Linked DNA regions of Pelodiscus sinensis: region 1 is linked to region 2. A link is a contact called in public Hi-C data. All regions are on one chromosome and are shown on one strand. Each heading gives the region's core, a stretch centred on a gene start, on an enhancer-like site or on the middle of the called end of the contact. The rest is flanking DNA. Distances are from core to core; before and after follow the strand shown.

Evidence for each region. A called contact is a pair of places that touch in the nucleus more often than the background predicts.
Region 1: a contact with region 2 is called in a Hi-C map of blood, with 5 times the contacts expected there. The contact joins the promoter of LOC102457124 here to the promoter of RNF135 in region 2. A contact is called at or near these places in 3 of 5 Hi-C or Micro-C datasets (blood, liver and an unstated tissue).

Annotation. Positions count from the first base shown.
Region 1 is chr20:20,314,859-20,320,249 of ASM4963464v1, reverse strand. LOC102457124 (sterile alpha motif domain-containing protein 9-like) reads left to right here and starts at 1,698. Exons shown (of 4, transcript XR_012896892.1): 1 at 1,698-1,774.
Region 2 is chr20:19,944,410-19,950,128 of ASM4963464v1, reverse strand. RNF135 (ring finger protein 135) reads right to left here and starts at 3,835. Exons shown (of 7, transcript XM_075903862.1): 1 at 3,632-3,835.

The DNA of each region.
Region 1 (5,391 bases), core at 449-2,948, 370 kb before region 2:
GTGGCATCCTAGGGCCAAAGCAGAGAGACAGGCCGGCTGGAGGGAGCCGTTCCAGGGGAGCCAGCCCCCACAGGAACCTCCGAAGGGAACTCCCCACTTGGCCTCCCCTGGCTCCTGGGCGGATCCCCCCTCTCCAGCGGCAGTGAGACAACCCTTTCTCAGGGGCCCACTCCAGTGCAGTGACCCTCTCGGGGGGGCCACTCTCACCAGTGGGTCTGCCTCTCCGCCTATGGGACAGCACCTCTCAGGGCCTCCAGCTGCCTGCCTCTGCCGTGAGCCCCTCCCAGAGAGACTAGCCCAGCCCTGCTCCCCAGCCCAGAGCGACTCCCAGCTAGTCCCTAGCAGGAAGTCTATGGAGCTCTGAATACAGCAAAGGATCCCTCAGGCCAGTCGGCCTGGGCCCCCGCCCCCACGTCTCCCCTGCAGCCAGCTGAGCCCTGCCTGCTCTGCTTTCAGCCCCCCCAAAACAGCCCCCCGTCTCCCAGCAGAGCCTCCAATACCCCAGCAACAGCCCCTCCCCTACCATTGTCAGGTGATTAATGAGCCCCACCCAGTCAATCAGCTCTGTGCAAGGAGCCCTGAGCCTCTGACTGGGCAGGGCTGATTAATCACCCGTGAAGCTGTGCTGCCCTGAAGCTTACAGGGAACACTGGTGCAGAGAGCTTGGGTTGTGACCTGGGACAGAGGAAGGTGCTAGATGCAGGCTCTGGCCAGGAGGAGATTACCTTAGGTGGCTCCCAGCCAGCAGCCCAGCCAGAACCCTCAGCAGGTTCCCTGATTGCCACGCCCCTGCATGCCATCCAAAGGGGCCCTGTGCTTCTCTCTATGCCATGCACCCCTTGGGAAGGGGGGGCCTCCATGAGCTGCCTGCACTGCAGGCATGGGCACTTTCCAGCCAATGGGAGCTGTGAGATTGGGCTTGGGGCACGCAGGGTGCTGAAAAGCACATGGCCCCTGCAGCCAGCTGCTTTGAGTGGTATGTGGGAGCACAGCAGACAAGGAGCCTGCTTGAGGCTCCTGCTGGGTCGTGGGATGGTGGAAGGATGGATCTGGTGGTTTGGCAGGCAGGACCTGGCCCATCGTCCGTATTTTGCCCACCCCAGTCTTGCAGGCTTTGAGGAAGGGGTGGGAAAAGGTGGGGTGGGGGTGGAGCAGGAAAAGACAAAGCGGGGCCTGAGGCAGACACCCTTCTAGGGACGACCCTGTCCATAACCAGCAGGTAGAGACTCTAGTGCAGTGGTCCCCAACGCGGTGCCCGTGGGCACCATGGCGCCCGCCGGGGCATTTATGTGCACCCGCTGAAATGTCTGGGCTGGCCCTGCCCCCGGCACGCAGCACATGCGTGGTGTCGGTCCCGGGTGCGTGGCGTGTGGGCAGCCTCCCCCCCCCCGGGTGCACGGCACATGCGTGGGCACATGCGTGGTCCCATACCCGGAAGTGTGGTGCATGAGCGGCCCTGACCCCGAACGCCAAGGCATCCGGCAGCCACGAAAGGCTGGGGACCACTGCTCTAGTGGGTCTGAAAGAGAAGGTGAGTTTCAGATAACAAAGGCTGAACCAAGCACCCTGACAAGCAGCAACAGGAAAAGCAGAGCCAGCGCAATTGGTAACAGCTTCCTCCTAGCAGCTATTTTACCAATAGCAATGGACCAGCGGTGACCACGCCTACATCTGTGGCTCAGCTGAGAAGTAAAACTAGTGAAACTAGTTTATGAAAACTATATTCTCTAAATTTCACAGCTGAGAAGGACCAATGGCAGAATGAAATAAAAGTGTAAGTCTAATCTTTTCCATGTAATATTTAAGAGTGCATGGGTTTGTCTGTAAACAAAGCTGGATGCTTGAGTAACTGCTAAGCCAGCACTTACAGGATGCTAAATATTTTGGTTTTTAATTTATGAATATGGTGACAATCTCTCATGTGTATAATGGGCTGTGTAGACACTGATTTAAATATGGGATTAGATTGTAACAGTGAGACTAAAAACCTGTGTGTGAACAGGACCTTTATATGCTTGTTACATTGAAACCCTTGTATGCCCTGTGTATGTTACTAGACTTACCCAGCGTTGCTCCGGTCCTCAACTCAATTATTTTTTAACTTTTGGAAAATAAAATGAAAATGTCCATGCTTAATTTAATTCATTACGCTGGGGTGAGGCTGGGGTGAAGGGTTCAGTAGGCAGGCTGCCCCAGGGAGAGAGGACTATCCCAGCCCTCTATCATCACAACAGCTTGGGGCCAGGTGAGAAGCACCTCTCTATGGCTGCTACAGCTCCAGCAGGCACAGCTGGGAGAGGGGAGCACGTCCCTTGGCTGGGGCATGTCCAGGTTTGACAATAGCAGTCCTGGATAGAGGGAGGGACATACCTCCAGGCAGCCCCCCCTCACCTGCCTGGTGATTCTCTCTTCCGTATGGTTTAATGAGAAGCAATCCCATTCCGGGCACATCCCATTACCCTAGCACAACCAAATCCTGACCTGGCTTTTAAGTTATAAGAGGAAGCTGTTTATCGCATTTGGTGGTCCTAGCTCTTCCCATTTAGGAGGAGTTCTTGAACAGACAGACAGACACACACAAGTGCTCTCAAATGTGTAGTAGATTAGCAGCTATACCCAGTGGTGCTTGTCTTTAACTGCAGTTGGGGTTGTTTTGTCTTTTGTTTTTTTTGGGGGGGGTAAACAAAAAAGGTACATGCTTTATTTAAATGAGTAAGGAGGTGATTTGAGGAATGACAGTGGGAGTAGAGGGAAACTAAATTGGTGCCCCCTTAGCATGGAGCCCAGAGCAACTGCCCCCTCGCTATGTCACTGCACCCCTGGCAATCTGCCCTGTGGGGGAGAGGGGAGGGAGGGAAGGGGTGTGCACAAACCAGCCAACCAACCCAGGTAGTTGCAGAGTTAGGACGTTCGTGGGGGGGGGGGAGCAGCACTAAGCTCAAATCACAGAGGGGGGGGGGGTGTTTCAATCCAGACTGCTCGTGCAGAGGCCCCAAGCCGGCAAATCCCAGCCATCACAGAGGCCGCGTTTACCCGGGCCAGCAACAGAGGCAGCGCAGGGAGGGGGAAGGAGCAAACTAGGGCAGGTGAGGGGCTGGTGCTGCGGGCAGGAGGCAGGGCCGCTGTTTGCCACGCGCAGCAGGGAAATCCCCCTGGGCAGCAGGCGGGGCGCAGAGCCGAGGCGGGGAAGTGAAAGTGAAAGCGCCCAGCTGGGCTCCTCGCTGCGGGGGGTTTGGCACCGGAGAGACTCGGGGCGCGGCGGTGCCCAACTCCGCTAGGAAGCCAGACCCCTGGCACCGGCCCTGTGCGGGGCGGGCAGGGCGGTGCCCAACGCCCCTAGGCAGCCTGGGCTGCGGGTGAGCCGGGCGCCGGGCTGTGCCGGCAGCGGGGGCTCCTCTCCGCCCGGCGGGGGCAGTTACTGGGCGGGCGGCTGGAGGTTTCACCCTCCTCCCCGCTGCGTCGCGGGAGAACTCGGCTCGGAGTTTCCCTCCCCCCCCCCCCCCTCCAGCGCCGGGCCCAGCTGGGGGCTCTCTGGGCAGGAAAGCGGCTGAACCGGGGGGGTCCGCACGCTCCGCACCAGCCCTTGGCGTAGCCCGCTACCCCCCCCCCCACGGGAATAGACTTTCTCCAGGTTTAGCCTCATCTCCCCAGCAAAGCGCTGGGGGAAAGGGGGGGGCTCATCTCATCCCCCCCCCCCCCCGACTGTGCCAGGCTGGCTCCGAGGAGAGGCCCCGCTCCACTCCCTGTTCTGCTGCACCAGCCCTTGGCGGGGGGGGGGGCTCGCGCCCCGGGCCTTGCTCGTGGCTGGCACTGCGGGACTGGCCCGGGGGCAGCTGTTCGGATCAAGGGGCTTTTCTCTGCCCCCTCCCGCTGGGGCTGGAGCCTCCGGGGCCCCTCACCCGGCAAACGCGTCCCGCTGTTGCGCTCCGCTGCCCCCTTGTGGCGCTTGGTGGCCCGCGCGGTCAGAACTCACGTTCGTTCCCTAAGTGCTAGCTCAGCGGTTCTCAAAACTTTTAGGCCGCTCAGTGCAAACCGCCAGCCAGCCATGGTGACAAAATAGGGGCGGGGTCTGGCCAGAAGGTTGGGGGCAGGGGGTCGTGTGTGGGAGGGAAGGAGGGTGCAGGTAGGGGATGGAGGGATGCAGTCTGGGGGCGGGGGTGCTTACCAGGCTCTGTGCTGCCCATCGCTCCCAGGTGCCATCCCCTGCTGCTCCCTTTGGCCATGATTCCGGACAATGGGCGCAGCAGGGTAAACCTCCAGGCCAGTGGTTTCCTGCCCTGCCTTTCCTGGGGGGAGGGAGGGGCGAAGTGGCGGTGCATAGAGCTGCTTTCTTCCCCTGCAAGGTGGATCTGACCCCGGGGGGTGGCTTGCTCTCCTCTCCCCCACAGCAGAAAGCCAGCACTGGCATATCAACCTCGTGGGGGTGGGGCAGCATGGCTGTGGGGTTGGAAACCAGCATAGGCTCCCTGCTGGGAGGGGGGGGGGGTCATGCCCTGAGCTCATGGCCCCACTGTGAAATGGTCAGACCACACTTGGAGAACCACTGCTGTAGAGGGCTAGTCAGGTCCCATCATACCGCAAGGCTTGGGATCAGATCCGCAGTGGAATTAGCATTCCCAGTTCATACGTAAAAGGCTGCAGTGTCTTGATGGCTCCTTCTGTGCAGCTGCGGAGGGAACTCCTCCAGTCAGTAGAGCTGCCTCCTTCCCTGAGAAGCGGAAACCACGTCCAAGCAAGAGGCCCTCTTGTCGACACTGGGCTGTGCACTGGGGCTATGTCTACGCTGCAAGGTTTTTGTGCAAAACTTGCAGTGTCCACACCTCAAATGCGCTTTTGCACAAGTAAATCAGCAGTTAAACGGCAGAACGGGGCTTTTGCTGGTGTAGGTAATAGCTCCCTTTTGCGCTACAGCTATTGCACAAAAAGGCAAGTGTGGACGGTCCAGAGGAGAAACAAAAGTGTGGACGCTCCTATGGGAAAAAGCACAGGTGCTCTGATGGCCGTTCTGTGAATGGCCATCAGAGCTTTCTTGCGCAAGAGCGTCCATGCAGTGTGGATGCTGTCTTGTGCAAAAGCACATCGCTTTTGCAATGTGCTTTGAAATCTTGGATGTGCTCTTGCACAACACGTTTTTATGCAAAAACTCTTGTGCAAAAGGCTTCTTGCGCAAGAAGCCTGCAGAGTAGATGTAGCCTGGGAGATAGAGTGATCTAACTGCATCACTTGAGGGTATAGATTTTTACCAACGTAAGTCTAGGTATACCCTGTCCACCACTACTCCCTTTTCCAGAAAGCTTAATATCCTATCAAAGAAAGCTATCAGCTTGGTTTGACATGATTTGATGTGTACACTGCGACATAGTGAAAATACCAAACACACCCATTATGTCT
Region 2 (5,719 bases), core at 2,586-5,085:
TGTTCCTGCTCCGCCCATCTGCTACGTAAGAATCTAACCCCTTCCGGCTAGCAAACATTGGCCACCATTTGTGGGTTGTGCTCATGAAAGCTCACGATACCATCTACATGTTTTGTGAGTCTTTAAGGTGCAGCTAGACCATTCGTCGGCGTTTTAAGTTTTTCCAGGTACAGACTAACTCGGCTCCCTCTCTGAGGCTATTGGCCACTGTGTAATCTAAATCTCGATCTATAATGATACTCTTAGGGATTTGCCCACAGAGATTTTCTCTGATCATAGAAGCAGCTCTGGCTCTCAAAGCCCTCCAAGTTTGGGGCTGTATGGATCTGGGATCTAGCTTAGGCTGAAAACACACATTTCCATGACACTCCTCCTTCCTTCCGAATTCCTTTTGAGTGTTTGGCTCAGTGTTCTGCTAAAAAAAAGCTTGGCTGCTCACGACTGTATTAGCAACTGGACATCTGGCTGAAGTTAATCATCATGCACTTAAGAAATACTGAGCTTCCTTATACAAGAAGCCTCTTCAAAAAGAAGTGAACCCTAACAGAACAGTGCAGAGAAAATGTCTCCTCAGCTCAGTACATTATTTTCAGCTTGCTCAATAAGTAGGAGCCATCCATCCTCCCATTCCTTGTCCTCTGCCGCTCTCTTGTGGCCACTTCATTTCACACAACAATCAGCCTGATTCTGAAAGCAGCTGAACACCTGTAACTTCTGTGAAAGAAAATCAGCATCACACTCTTCACCAAGAGGGAATCCTCTATTGTTCTTGCTAAAGACGGGTTAAAAAGAGCACTTTGTTATTTGAAATGTACTGAAAAAGACAAGCTGGATACAGTAAATAAAAAGCTAGAGACAAAAATAAACTGATGAATGGTAATAAAGAGAATAAGTTCTGGGCATAGAAATACATTGGGCTAGATTCTGATCCCCTTGCACCACCTGATGGGACCTTACTCCACAAGTGACCCAGTGCCGTGGAGCACAGAGGCCATGTTGGGTCTGGGATGGGGTCATGATTTGAGGATTCTGGGCTGCTGAATAATCCTGAAGTAGCTCTAGGACAGGGGTGGGCAATAACATGCAACAGTTCGCTAGGGTTAGCCCCTGAAGGGCTGTCGCGGCTATATTTACCACCACGGCCAATCACAGCTCCTGTTGGCTGCGAATCACCATTCCTGGCCAATGGGAAAGGCAGGAAGCGGCGTGGTCCAAGACAAGAAGAGAAGTTAAAGCGACTGGGACTTTTCAGTTTAGAAAAGAGGAGACTGAGGGGGGATATGATAGAGGTCTATAAAATCATGAGTGGTGTGGAGAGGGCAGATAAAGAAAAGTTATTTATTAGTTCCCATCACAGAAGAACTAGAGGACACCAAATGAAGTTAATGGGTAGCAGGTTTAAAACTAATAAAAGAAAGTTCTTCTTCACACAGTGTGTAGTCAACCTGTGGAACTCCTTGCCAGAGGAGGCTGTGAAGGCTAGGACTATAATAGAGTTTAAAGAGAAGCTAGATAATTTCATGGAGGTTAGGTCCATAAAAGGCTATTAGCCAGGGGATAGAAATGGTGTCCTTGGCCTCTGTCTGTCAGAGGCTGGAGAAGGATGGCAGGAGACAAATCGCTTGATCATTGTCTTCGGTCCACCCTCTCTGGGGCACCTGGTGCTGGCCACTGCCAGCAGACAGGCTACTGGGCTAGAGGGACCTTTGGTCTGACCCAGTATGGCCATTCTTATGTTCTTATCACTTTCTGCCACTCTCATTGGTTGGGAACAACGATCTGCAGCCAACAGAAATGCCGATCGCCTGTAGCCATGCAGGTAAATATAGTGGTGGCGGCCCGCCGGGGCTGACCCTGGTCGACCAGATCTGGCCCACGGACCAGTATTTTCTCACCTCTGCTCTAGGAGGTTGTCCAATGGAACCACTTGTGGAGTATGGTTGCCACTGAACATTAGTGTCAGAATCTTGCCCAGAGAAAGAACAGAGACCAGGCATGGTCCAGTAAGCATGTCCAGTGAAGCCACAAACCATGATCTGAGTTCGAGAGGCAAAGCCATCTTTAGGATTTACGGGGCTCTACGCAGTACTATTAAATTGGCACTTCTATGCCTAACGGCAGCCCCACAGGTGAGGTGGGGGGGATGGTTTTCTTTAGAGATGTGATTTTATAATCTTCAGCAACGCACTAACGAAATGTTTATAAAACAAATCTTAAACTAAGGCCCTGTAGACTACAGTAAATTCAGAAACAGTATACACAGCCAATGCCTGTTACATGACTTCATTACCAATCGAATGGCTCTGTCATGGATTCAGTGGTCTGCTAATAGCTCTGGCAGGCTTTTTCACTGGTAACTAGATCCCCTCCGGAGGAAGCAGAACCACAGAACAGGGATAAAAAGAAATGAGTGGGGAGACATTGAGACCCAGTGGTGCCCCAAATTTTCAGATGCCCTATGCAGCTGCATATAATGCATATGGTTAAGGACGGCCCTGTAGACAGGGGTCAGAGACACAAAGATTATGTCTCCACAGCTGATTGCAGGTCAGATGGCATACCCCCCTAGCTTTAATCTGTACAAGTCCCTAGGTATGGACTCACATTGCTAGCCCTGTCTGAAGCTGATGCTGCTGTCTTTTTTACAACTTTTAGCTACACACGCTGCAATCACACCTCTAATTGGAGTGTAGCCTAAGGCCAGTACCTGACCCAAAGTTCTGGAGAGTTCTGATCTGGAGCTTTGGTTCAGACTAAAGATGATTTTGAACAGAAACATGAAACCAACCTGGCAAAAAAAAAATGTTGAGGTCCAACAAAATGTGTATTGAAACTCAACATTCATTCGTTCGTTTTCTGAGAGTGAATTGCCTGGTTTCATAACAAAACACCCATGACAGCTGGTGATACAACAGATCTTCTGGTTCCCCAGAAATCAGGTGCAGCATGGACCAAAATTCTTGGGAATCGGCATTGTTGGTAGCACATGAGACTTTCTTGGGTGAAATTCTGCAGCCTGCATTTTCCCTAGATGATCTATTTATTGGTTCCTTCTGGGCTGAAATCAGAGGTTTTCTGGTTTGACCTCACACTCTTTAGTTTGGTTAAATTCAGCACAAAAATCAGGGGACATAAAACAGTGTGGTGCAAAACTGATCCAGGCCTGAACCAACACCATTCGAATCAACCAGGGGCTGATTTCACTGGACACAGGATGAGCCTTTTAAAAGATTTTTGAATAAAAGGGTGAACTGAAACCAGCATGACTCATCAGGCCTCCTGGAGAGGCAGAAGCAGCTCCTCCTGCAAGGTGGGAGCTAGAGAAGCAGATTGCTTAAGGCTGAAGGATGATGAACTCGTTGAATTAAATACAATGAAGTTCCAGCCCAAACCGTTTTTTCTGAGATGCAGCAAAGTTCTGTTGAAATCTTTCCCTCATCCCCAGGCACCTTTTTCAGCAGGAAGAGTGAGCTACTTTGGGTGCTTCAGGAAGGCTGTCTGTCAGGGTGCAGGCCCCCCATCGTGCCTCAGTGCCCCCTGACTGTCCTCATCTAGCCCCTCTCAGGGCAAGCTACAGTCTGTACGGGTTGCTCATCATTGGCATTGGGGTTATCTCTACTGCCCCGCTTACCCAGGCTGCATTGTGATCTGCCTCCAAACCCTGGGCCTTGCCTCCGGCCCCTAGCCAGGGGGAGTCTTGGCTGGCCCTCTCCCAGCCCTAGCTGGCTATCCCCAGCTGGTTGCCCTCCTGGGAGCTCCTACTTCCTCTGCAGTCAGCCCTTCACTAGCTCCCCCCACTAAGCAAACTGTGCTTCTCTATATAGCTGCTGGCTGGGCTCTCACTCGCCCTAACGGCTTCAGCTAGCCTCTCCAAGCCAACTGTGCTGCACTACATAGCTGCCAGCTGGGCTCTCACTAGCCCTAACAGCTTCAGCTGGCCTCTCTGTTCCCAGCTCAGGGCCTGAATCCTGGTCTTAAAGGGCCAGTGCAGGGCAGGCGCCCTGTCACACAGGCCCAGAGCAGGAAGTGCAGGCAGCCTCACCATACATTCTGCTTGCAAGCTTTCCAGCCTGATCTGCAGATGAAAACAGTCCAGATACAAAGAAAACCACCCAGACATCTGGCTGCTTGATTGGACCAGACCTCTGAACTTGTCCATCCAAAGCAGTAAGCGGCAGGTCTGGTGATTCAAAGGGACCTGGGGCTCCCGGCTACCACCACTGCTAGTGCAGCAGCCCCTGAAGTCCTTGGCCCTTGACATCGCTGCTGGAGAGCTGAAGGGCATGCTCTGTGCAGCTCTGAGGGCTGGCTGCTCTGGCCCCGCCCCTTCCACCTGAGCCCCTCCCCCTTTTTCATGAGGCTCCTCCCTTTCTGGGGGACATGAAACCACACCCCCATATCTTGCCCAAGGACTTGTGGAGGCTGTCAGCTCCCCTGGTGAGAGGAGTGTTCCTCAGTGGTCAGAGGAGAGGACGAGAGGTCCAATTCATTGTTGCCCGACGTTGATTGACACGGGTGCAGAGTGGGTATAAAACACTGCCACATGGCCCTGGGCGTCTGGCCTCGGAGTCCTGCCCCCAGTTCTGGCACTGTGGGCCTAACGGCAAGTCAGAAATGGCCTCTGATTGGTAGGCCCCACATAGGCCTGATTGTCAAGAGTGTCTCATCCCATCGTCCCAACTGAACTGATCTGGATTGCAAGTGCCCTGTGCTTCTGAATGCTGTCTCAGACGGGATGCCCCAGATCTGTCCTTGCTTTTGACAAAACTTGGCCTTTCCCTCTCTTTCCTGCCAGATTGCCCAGGTGCCATAAGGAGTCAGAGTTGAGATCCTGGGATGAAGGTGGCTGCATGGGGAATCCTCACTATTGTTATTACATAGGCAGTCAGAGCAGGTCAAAACTGTCTTTTATTTTGCCATAGTCTGTGGATTTTGTTATCCAAATGTACAGAACAGCTAAGGGACTTCGTGCCACTTGTAACAAAAGGGGGTGATTCTCTTCTTTGAACCCATGGGACATCTCCTGGGAGAGTCTGAGAATCCGCTGAAGCCAACCAGAGATAGGGTGCACCCTCCCCGCCGCATTAGGATATGCCCGTAGGCTGGGTGCTCAGTACTGGCATAACATTGCTCCTACTAGAGTCAATAGTAAAACTCCCACGATGTCACATCCGGGCCAGGGGCAGCCAGACCTAATAGAGCCCTCAGCCATGAGACAGGAGTTGGGACCCAGGAGGTCAGAAGCAAACCGTATGTTGGGATCCGGACTCAGGCTTGGTCAGGGTATCAGTGGATCAAAGGCAGGAGACAAACTGGATGTCGGGATCCGTGAGTCAGATGCCAGAGGAGCACAAGGCCTGCAGTCCGGAGCCGAGGAGAGCCCAGGTCAGACAGCTTCCTGGTCCCACGGCTGGTTTAAGTAGGGTCATCACTTGCCCTGGGACTCTACCATTTGGACTTCAGGAGAGAAGCCTTATACATGGGTCTCAGGGAACCTCTTGCCAGCTGGCTGGTGGGTGGAGGGCTGGAGTGTGGCCACCCCTAAAAATCTTGCGGGCCCATGTTTGAGACCTGTGGGTCTGATTTCAGTGGGAGCAGAGCCAGGGCTAAGCCTTTTGAAAGCCCTCCCCATAGGCCCTGACACTGGGATGCAGCGCTCTCTTTCCCTGGTTGCGGGCTCCAGGGCAGTCCATGGCAGGCTTTTTGAACGTAACAGTGG